Regions from separate parts of the Arabidopsis thaliana genome. Here region 2 is linked to region 1. A link is a contact called in public targeted proximity ligation data. All regions are on one chromosome and are shown on one strand. The core of a region is the stretch at or near the end of the contact, and the rest is flanking DNA. Distances in the headings are between cores, read along the strand shown.

Region 1 (4,914 bases), core at 702-3,201:
AAGATAAAATATCCAAATTGGCTTTGCTCAGACTTTATAAAGCAATCATTATTAGATCCAAACCTGATTTCAACAACGGTTTTGAAGTCTTTCTCTAATGATCTCTGAATATACTTGCGGAAATCGAATCTTGATTCGTTACCGGGAGCAAAATGCGCCTGAAATATGTAGAATGTTAGATCATTGTCTTTGAGAGATACATGTTATAATGAACAATAGATAAAAAGAATAAATTCCATACCATGATGAAACCATGTCTTAGTGCTAAGTAATCAACTTTGGTGACAGATCCAAAGAACTGTCTAAAAAAACAAACAATCCATAGTGTGACTCTCGTCTTGCTCCAGAAATTGAGATGTCTTCTCCCAAAAGATGTGTCCCTCGCAAACCTGAACCTCTCAGGATCTGCATAACAAGACTAATTCATTCCCATTCAGGTCTTTAAGTTTCGTCGAATACTCACATATTTACATACCGTTGGAATACTGATACTCTATTGTCTTTGTCTCTTCCTCCCACGACTTCCACGTCCTCATCTGCAATACTCAAGAAAACAAGTATAAAAATCTTTTGCATACACTCTTTTTCTCGCCTTAACAACTGCGTAAGTCACAAGAAATGTTAGTTACCTTGATCTTTCCGAAAGCATAAGTAACAATGCAGTAAACAACATGAACAACCGCGAGCACGAAGATGAATATATGCAGCTGGTGGATTCCATAAGCAGATACAAAAGCCACTTTCCCCTGAGTAAATCCATCAATAGAAATCAAAATTCCATCGGTTTAACAAGCAGAGAATGATTTTTATATAGAGAGAGAAGGGAGATTATTAGTTACCTTCTCTGCACATTTGTCATAGCCTTTGGTGGCTAAACTTCTTCTATGGATATAAGATTCAGCTAACTCAAGAAGAAGTCTTCGACCGGGTTTATCTCCATCTCCATCATCTTTCTTTCCGGCGTCTTTCTTGCCGTATTTTTTAGCTTCTTCAGCAGCACTGCAAGGGTGCATTGTTGACGCAACTTTCTGGGAGATGCAGATATTTGAGATTGGTGTTTGTCCAATTGTGAGTAGTAGTGATATGAATCCCAACAGCATAAGCTCTGAATGAAGTTACGTAGAAAACAAAATCAGGAGCTTGTTAATGGATGAAGTTAAGTAGAAAAAGATAAGAAGCTTGTTGATAATGGATCAAGTTAAGTAGAAAAAGATAGTTACCTGCTTTGACCTTTTCAAGAGCTTCAAAAAGAGCCTGCTTGTGCTTCTTTTTAAACCACTGTTTAAGGCACAAAAAAAGGAATGATCAGATATTTTCGTTATTCTCACAGATTTAGTAGTGTTGATAGTGATAGGAGAAGAACTAAACAAATCCAAAAAAACAGAGCAGTAATTAAAGAAACAGAGCAGAAAGCAGAGCAAGAAACAGGGGAATCTTGAAATAAGGAGAAATATAAAGAGACTTACGGTTCCAATTTTGTGAATAGAATGTTCGAGGACAATCGAAATAAAGAGTAAGACAAAGCAAACAACAGCAACTGCCCACGTAGAGGTCTCCTCTAAAGTCCGCTCTTTTACTTGATCTGCCATTAGAGCTTAATCCTAAGAAAAAACCCCAAATAAGATTCTTCTAATTCCAGACCAGAGATCTTGTCTTTTTATATATAAATATAGAAACACACGAAGAGAAAGAGAGACACAGTCAGAGTTTCGTGTTCTTCTTTTGATCTAACTTCTCTCTATATTGAATTAGTACGCTACGCAATTTTGAATCTGGTCATAATATAGAGCAGACGAAAGAGGGAAGAAGAAGAAGAAGATAAGACCCGCAACGAGAGACTGTAAACTAAAGAAGGCGTTATTCGAGAAAGCTTCAACGTTTTGACTTTTCTTGTTGTTCCTCTCATGTGACGAGTGACGACGACTCCTCAATTATCAGCATAACCATTATTCTTTTTGGTCTACTTTATTTTGCTTTTTATTGGGTCAATCATCGGTGTTTTGTTTCTATTTTAAATCTATAACATTTTGGTTTCAGCTCGTTAGATTTTCAGAATAAAATAAAGCAAATTTTGAATTTTTTGATTCATTAGTCGTTTATTTTTGTTGGTATAATACTCCCATTTTGTGTACTTTGGAAGCCACTAGAGATTGTATAAGTATAAATAAGAATAACATTACTATAATGGGATCTTTCGTTGGAAAGTTCGTCATTTTGTTTTGTCTATTCCCAACTTGTTTGTTATATCTAAATAATATGCTCGTAGATACCAAGATTCAAGATATAACCATGCTCCTTTTTTTAATTTAAATTTTTACCAAAATGTAAATTTTCTATATATAAAAAAAGATATATTAATTGCTACTTGAAATTTATACAAGAAATTTCACCCATAATTGCTACTTGAAATTTGAAAATGATATTTTCCACCACCACCAATGACTGATTAAAAAATAAACTGATTTCTAACACACCTTACCACCCAAAACCTAATAAAAACTTTAAACTGTACCTCTATTTCTAACACACCCAATTAAAAGTGACTGATAAGTTGTCAAAACATTATTTTGAAAGATACATTGATGATGTGATTGTTTTTTTCTACAAAAATTTCAGTTTCGAAGTTTACCCATTAACGTGTTTTTTTTTTTTTGTTTTTTTTTTCTTGTTAATATCCTATATTTTATTAAATTTTCTTACTATCAACTGTACAAAAGTTTTATCATCCATTATACTATCTATAATGGAATTGTAATTTTATTACACTTAGATGTAACTAGAATTGTAAATATATTATTGTAGCAAACATTTGACTATTAAATTAATTACGTAACCTGGTTTTTATTTTGCCTTTTAATGAAATTATAAAAATTGTATAGTTTGAAAAATATGATACTATGACTATTTCTTATATCTTAAAATATTATTGTCAGATAAAAGAGTTTGGGATTTTTTGATAAGTTGTACTCTACAAAATATTCGAAAACAGCCTGTACAGTTGAACAGAGGCATGCAGCAATGATTAATAATTAATAGTTAGATAATTAGAATGTTAAGTGGAAAATTGTTGTATTTAGCTGACTTTCCAGTTTCCAATAGCCATCGCCCATCGAATGTTTATTTAATCAACATTCTTTAAAATAATGAGAGTGTTTTGCTTACTTGGCACGTGATTAAAGACTACTGACAGAAAAAAACAAGATTAAACATCTAACAGAAATAACATCTTTAAACTATGATTGCAAGTAGATATATATATATATATATATATATATATATATCAGAATAGTTGAAGAAATTACTGAAGAATCAATCAATATACACAAACAAAATTATAGTTTTTCTCCTTCGACAATATACGTTTAGAATTTAAACTAAACGAGATCCATATATACATTTTTTTTAATTTATATTTACTTTGATTGCATATGAGATTGATTGTACATGTACATATATGTTTATGATTATTAGTTAAAACTGATCGTGCATGTACATATATAAACTATGGAGAGTGGATTATAAGATTGTAAAAACTCAAATCTTTCTCTATAATATTTAACACGTGTTCATATTTATGACTGACACAATTGGACACAACTTAAGTTCAAAGAGTCAACAAATAACAATGCATGCTGAGGCATACATATATGTAAAAAAAAAAAAAATCGCAAAAAAAACAGATATGTAAATTATACATTATTGTTAATTGACAAACCAAGTTGCAAACTGCAACTAATCACATAGAGTTTAAAAATGTGATAATTAACGGAACGCTTAAGATGGACATGTAATTATATATTAATGAACTGAATCAAACAAAAACTAAAAACATTTATTGCTTATGTGGTTGATGAGATATTTGTTTTAAGCAACATGATCAAATGAGAATGTGAAGACGTGTTAGTCACATATGAATATGATTTATAAAAGAATCTAAGACGACATAAATGACTAGATGGTGGAAATAATGTGAGGCATCTTAATTTCCTTTTCATGCATCTTAATTTCCATATAATCCATAAAAAATGTATCTTATATGGTATTTTTCTCAATGAACGTTTTGTCCAATGGGCTAGAGACAAATATATCCTCCACTCTTTATAACGGAACGGGCTAACAATAAAAAAACGAAAGGAAAATTTGACGTCATCTTTTCTATTGTCACAAGAAAGACATCATATTTTCTATCGTTTTGTAGCATGTTACGTTTCAGATTGTTTTAGACTTTGTTTCTTAACTTGTCCTAATAGTTTACTCTAATTGTGTGAGTCTTTTACGAGTTTTACACGTACTTATAATATTTTTTAGTCAAGATTTCTATATTATATTTTCAAAGTTATGACCTAAAACTATCATTTTCGCTATATTAAATAAAGAAAATCACATTTCAGCTAACTACCTAAAGGACCTTATGAGGTTTATTCTTTCTTTTTTTAAGAAGACCCGATCAATATAATCAACTTTCTCACGACGACTTTCCAAAATATCATTGAAGTCAACCTTCACTGAAGCAACTAACCATATGCATCGTCCAGTTCAAGATTCTGCAATGCGATTCAATCGTTACCACAACTTAAGATCGAAACCGGACATTAGAACCCCTTTGTTACTTCGTCGTACATTCGTCAACTATATCCTTACCTTTGGTATCCTTCGCCTTTGATACAATGATACCAAAAGAAAAGAAGAAATAATCAGAAATAATCAATTGTTCTGGTTTTAGGTTGACCAAACTCTTTAACCGAAATAATCAGAAATTCGAAAATAACCGAAACGAACCGACGTAAGAAACCGGATCGTCCAATTCCAGATTTTGAAACCAAAATCCAAACACATAAACCCTAAAACATTTTCGCATCTTCTCTATTCAAATCCTCTTATCATCGATAGAAATGATCATCACTGGGTTCGAAA
Region 2 (4,914 bases), core at 1,565-4,064, 33 kb after region 1:
TCAAGTTTCCGTTGCCAACCCTGTAATCAAACCAATTACTTAGTTCGAAAGTAAACTTAATATCTCTGGAGTTATAAACAGTTTTTGAATCAAACAAGGCTATAGAAACCATTCTCTAAGCTAAAAACAGTTTTAATGGCTACAGCTTTAAGCTCTGGTTCTATAATAAGCTTAGCTTTCTTTAGTTCTTTTTAAACCTTCCATCAAACTTAGCATGATCTAAAATCTACACTAAAATTTGAAAGTGGGGACGATTTTGGCTCACCTCGAGAACTAATGTTGTCACCATAACAGTGCACACATTCCCATCAATATTTACTCTATGACGTCTTACTTTCTCAAGTAATTCGTGCATACAATCTGCTGGATGTACTAAATCTCCCTCAGGGGTTCCCCAGAATTTGAATGCTTCCTCTACTTCCTGTCAGAGTATAGATTATTAGCCATCACAAATAAAAGAACTTTGAAAGATATCTTCCATATATTTGACAACTCAAACTGTTTTTCCGAGGTACAAAGAACCTTAGAGCAAAGATAGTATTACCTCGATAAAAGCCTCTGGATTGGGACAATTCTGCTTTCTTGATAATTTAAGTGTTCGTTCAGCAGCAGTCCGGCCATCTCTACGCGCAACCGCCTTGAAAAAGTCAAGTAAGTTCTCTCGGTCATTCTTTGCAAGTTCTGCAGTCATTCCCACATCAAGGAAAACAATGTGAGGCTTCTTCGTTTTGAAAAGGCCTCCACGGGAAGCCTTTTTCCGGACAAGGATATTTCCCGGATGCATGTCAGCGTGAATAAAGTTATCAACCTGAAGTAACAATTCACTTGAGATTAAGAGCATTGATGAAGCGTATATCAGTTATACAAAAGATACAAAGAGGTTAATACCAAGAGCATCTTCAAGAGGGCATGGGTCCCGATGTGAGCCAATCTAGTCTTAATCCATTCATGTCCTTCCATTCCATCAACATAACGTGCCACACTTTCTCCATGCTCATATGTCTCCACCAAAACAGCAGGATGTACAAGAGGATACACAGGTTTAGGGAAAGAGACATCCTTCCATCTACGGAAGTTATATATGAACCGACTCAAATGTGAAGCTTCCCTCGCGAGATCAACTTGAGACAACATGAAGACACCAAACTGTTGCACACTCTCGTCCAATCTCAACCATTTCAAAGCTGGAATTAAAGTCGATATCTTTGCCACCAAATTAATTATCACAAAATCTCTCCTAATCGATTCACCAACACCCGGATGTCTAACTTTAACCGCAACCAGCGAAGACTTGGACTTTTGTCCTGGATACTGAAACCTTAAAGAAGCTCTATGTACTTGGGCAATACTCCCAGATGCCACTGGCACCTCATCAAACTCCTCAAATATCTCAGAAAGTTTACGACCAAATGCCTTCTCGATAGTTTTCTTAGTGTAGGCGAAGCTATGCTCAGGAGCATTACTGTGAAGCTTTGAGAGCTGTGAACACAAATCCTTGGGGAATAGATCAGGTCGCGTGGCTGCCCATTGACCCCATTTGATAAAAGCAGGACCTGCTCTTTCCAGAGTTCGATGGACCATCTCAAGCCATATTTTCCTAAAACGAGGCCCACATGATTCCACAACCAGCCCCATCAGAATAGTAGGAGTAAACAAACAAGCTATATAAAAAGCCCTCCCAATCAAGATAAAACCCTCTATAACCGAAAACAATAACGAAGACAGAAAGATAGGACCATTCTTAGCCCTTGTATAGAGAGATTTATCTGAAGCATAGTGATTTATCCCCGAACCAGGAGCTCTTTGTGCCCATGCTACTTGTCCACAAGTGACAGCAACGATCCCAGGTATTAACAAGTGCGAACGGGTAAGAGACAAGCTAAACGCCTGAGCAATGGTACTAATACGCTCAGAATACTTATAATGAAGCCTTCTCCAAGCAATTTGGGCATGATGACTAACTACATTTCTTGCAGGGGCAGTAGTATAACTTCGAGACAGATGATTACTTAAAAAACTTCCTTTGAGATCTCTAAAGGCAAAAGTACAATACACATTACTCGGAATCCTACCAGATGAAGAGTAAGTTCTGAGCTGAGGCGACCTTAGAGCAGCTGTAAAAGCAGTTCTATAGCTTCCCCATTGAGACACTCTATCTTTCTGGTTCGAGACAAGAGATTGTGTTTGCTTTCCAACGATTTTAGAGATCAAAACTCTGCAATAACAACAACAAATCAATGATGAGAAAGTAAGCAATAAGCAGCTAAGAGAGTATACAGAAGGATCCGATCAACATTAAGACGTATGAACCATTGAAACTCGTAAATGTCGAAACTTTACAGATAAAATGAGTCTCCGAGGAAATGGGAAACAAAAATCCGATCAGAAATCATGAAAGACCCACGAAAGTGGTTAAGCCCGTTTGATTAAACAAACCTTGACATAGCGACGAAGATGGTGAGAAACCAACGGAAAGAATATGCGAAAACAGGGCTTGTTGGGTATGGATCTCTAAAACGTTAAAATTGAGGAGCATTTTCTCATTGACTTGAGCTTTTGGGGACTAGTCGGTCACAGTCTACCGTCCGGCGTTAATTGGGTTCGAAGCTTTCTTCCCGGAGAAGACCTAAAGCCGATACGGAGAAGAGACGGAGGAAGAGAGAGAGAGATCAGGTCAGGTCAGTGATTTCGTTCGGAGAGAGAGACAGGCCCAAAAAAAGGAAATTGATATCTCGTGGGCTTAACGCTTGATTTAGTCGACGTGTGACATTGTCAAACCAAGGAATGATGTGAACATAAAAAGCCTTAATGTCGGTCTAAAAGACAGCTTGTCGTCAAAATTAAAATGTTCATTCCAAAGTTTTTTATTTTGTCTCCCTAAGTATTTATTAACTTGTCTAATTTTGATTTTGATTGGTCCACATATCTTTTTAATTTTATACTTTAGAAAGAAGAAGAAACAGAATACACAAAACATAGTTAAACCACATTAAGCTGTCTCGATCCCATTCCTTAGGGTGTCAGGTCACGGTCGACATAAAAACATCTTTTCCATCCAATATTTACCGGTTTCGTTTCACCGGATTTGGGCTCTCCGGCGACGGAGAATAGCCACCATCTCCGTAGGTCAGCTTTCTTTTTTTTTCTTCTCTTTCCTCTCTCTCATATCTCTGTATGATTGGCCGAGGTGTAGGGAGCTCTGGCCGCCGGCAAAAAAAATAGGTTAACTAAATTTGGTGTGTTCTCGGTTTTTGTTAACAGCAACGAGACGAAATTAGAGGAAATTGAATTGAGCTTTAAGGTTGATTGAAACTGGAATCTGGAAAGTTTGTCTTTTTGGTTATGTTTGGTTTTAGGATCTGTAATGAAGATTTTGCTTGTGAGGTTATTAAATGCAGCCAAAGGAATTCTATCACCAAAGGTTTATACTTTGATGATAAGAAAACAGAAAAATGAGCTGGGACTTTGTATTGCATGGTTTTGAAATAACTGATTGTTGTGTGGTTATAGGAAGTGGTGTTTGATATGGCGAATTTCTTTTGTGGTTGCTAATGCTTACAGCTCACTAAACAATTTTTAAGTTGAATTTGAATTGTTGATCAGATGTTTGCTACTGAGTTGTGTGATCTTTTGAATATCTGCTATAACTTGTATACTCATTCTTGATACACGAGCTTACATGTTTCAGAGTTTAGAAAGCTTTATAATGTGTGAACTACACTGTTGTGCATTTAGCTTCTTCTAACAAACTGTTGTAACTCACCGTTAAACCAAAACTAGATTCCTTTTCCTGTCTAAATGTTTAACTCCATGAATTGTTTAATGAACCCTGTAAATTTGATACAGAAAACAGTATACTTGATAGCTGAGGAACAAGAGAAGTGACAAGGGTGATTGAAAAGTTGAAGGACTCAGATGGGAAGCAGAAGCGGAGAACAAGGAAAGCGAATGGCGGAACTGAGCAAAAATCTTAAAGAAGGTGAGAGGATTCTGGAGCCCACACGTAGACCTGATGGTACTCTCCGGAAACCCATTCGGATTCGACCTGGATATACTCCAGAAGATGAAGTTGTCAAATATCAGTCCAAAGGTTCTCTGGTATGGAATCCTTATTCCCTCAACACTCTATTCTGTTCTTGGACTCATTGTTTCTCGTGGAAATGAATCGTTTAAATTTGATTTTTCTCAGTAGTCAGTACTGGTTGTGGATAGCCTGCTTTCATTATTTGTACCACCCTTATGTTCTTTGTTCGAGTGCTCAACAGAAATTGTTACCAAATTTTTGCTCTTCTATCTTGGTTTGAATAAGGGCAAAAATGTAGATAGAACATATCTTTTTTCTAATTTGTATTTCATTTGTAATAGATGAAGAAGGAGATGGCCTCACAAGGGCCTCCAGGTTATGAACCTGATCCAGCTCCTAAACCAAAGACTAAAGCTGCTAAGAGGAACGAACGTAAAAAAGAGAAGCGATTACAGGTATGTGTTTCAACTCAATTCATATGCTACTAGCTTGGTCTTCGGTTAATGGAACATGCTTTCTAATTATCACCTCTGCAGGCTACTGCAGAAAAAGCTAACAGCTCTGAGGATGGATCAGCTAGTAATGGATCCCAATCGGTGAATGTATTGGCTTCTGAAATGGAGGCTTTGGACGTTTCGTCAAATAATGATGTATGTGGGGGAGCACCTAATCCAGGAACCACAGGAGAAGACGTAGAGAAAAGAATCCGCGCACTTAAGAAGAAAGTAAGATTTCCATCTTTCTCAGTTGCTTTAATTAAAATAAGACATTCGAGAACCTTTGGCTTTGAAGATATAATCTCCACCGTCTAGATTCCTAATTGTGGCTGGTAAGCCGTAACAGCGTATGTTCCAAATGGTTTTCAATCAATTTTCTTCAGTTTACAGCAA

The links.
Region 2: a contact with region 1 is called in a targeted proximity ligation map of shoot, with 15 read pairs. A contact is called at or near these places in 8 of 26 Hi-C or Micro-C datasets (flower, leaf, root and 3 more) and 1 of 2 datasets of targeted methods (shoot).

What each region holds. Positions count from the first base shown.
Region 1 is chr1:3,802,282-3,807,195 of TAIR10.1, forward strand. MLO2 (Seven transmembrane MLO family protein) reads right to left here and starts at 1,952. Exons shown (of 14, transcript NM_101004.4): 1 at 1,467-1,952; 2 at 1,221-1,278; 3 at 840-1,105; 4 at 630-746; 5 at 476-536; 6 at 242-405; 7 at 64-158. The coding sequence starts at 1,589. It overlaps AT1G11320 (GDSL esterase/lipase), which reads left to right and starts at 4,541. Exons shown (of 3, transcript NM_101005.4): 1 at 4,541-4,914.
Region 2 is chr1:3,834,862-3,839,775 of TAIR10.1, forward strand. AT1G11390 (Protein kinase superfamily protein) reads right to left here and starts at 2,815. Exons shown (of 5, transcript NM_101012.5): 1 at 2,437-2,815; 2 at 889-2,215; 3 at 545-808; 4 at 266-421; 5 at 1-20. The coding sequence starts at 2,444. PYM (partner of Y14-MAGO) reads left to right here and starts at 2,888. Exons shown (of 6, transcript NM_001331983.1): 1 at 2,888-3,126; 2 at 3,847-4,098; 3 at 4,366-4,479; 4 at 4,561-4,749. The coding sequence starts at 3,916.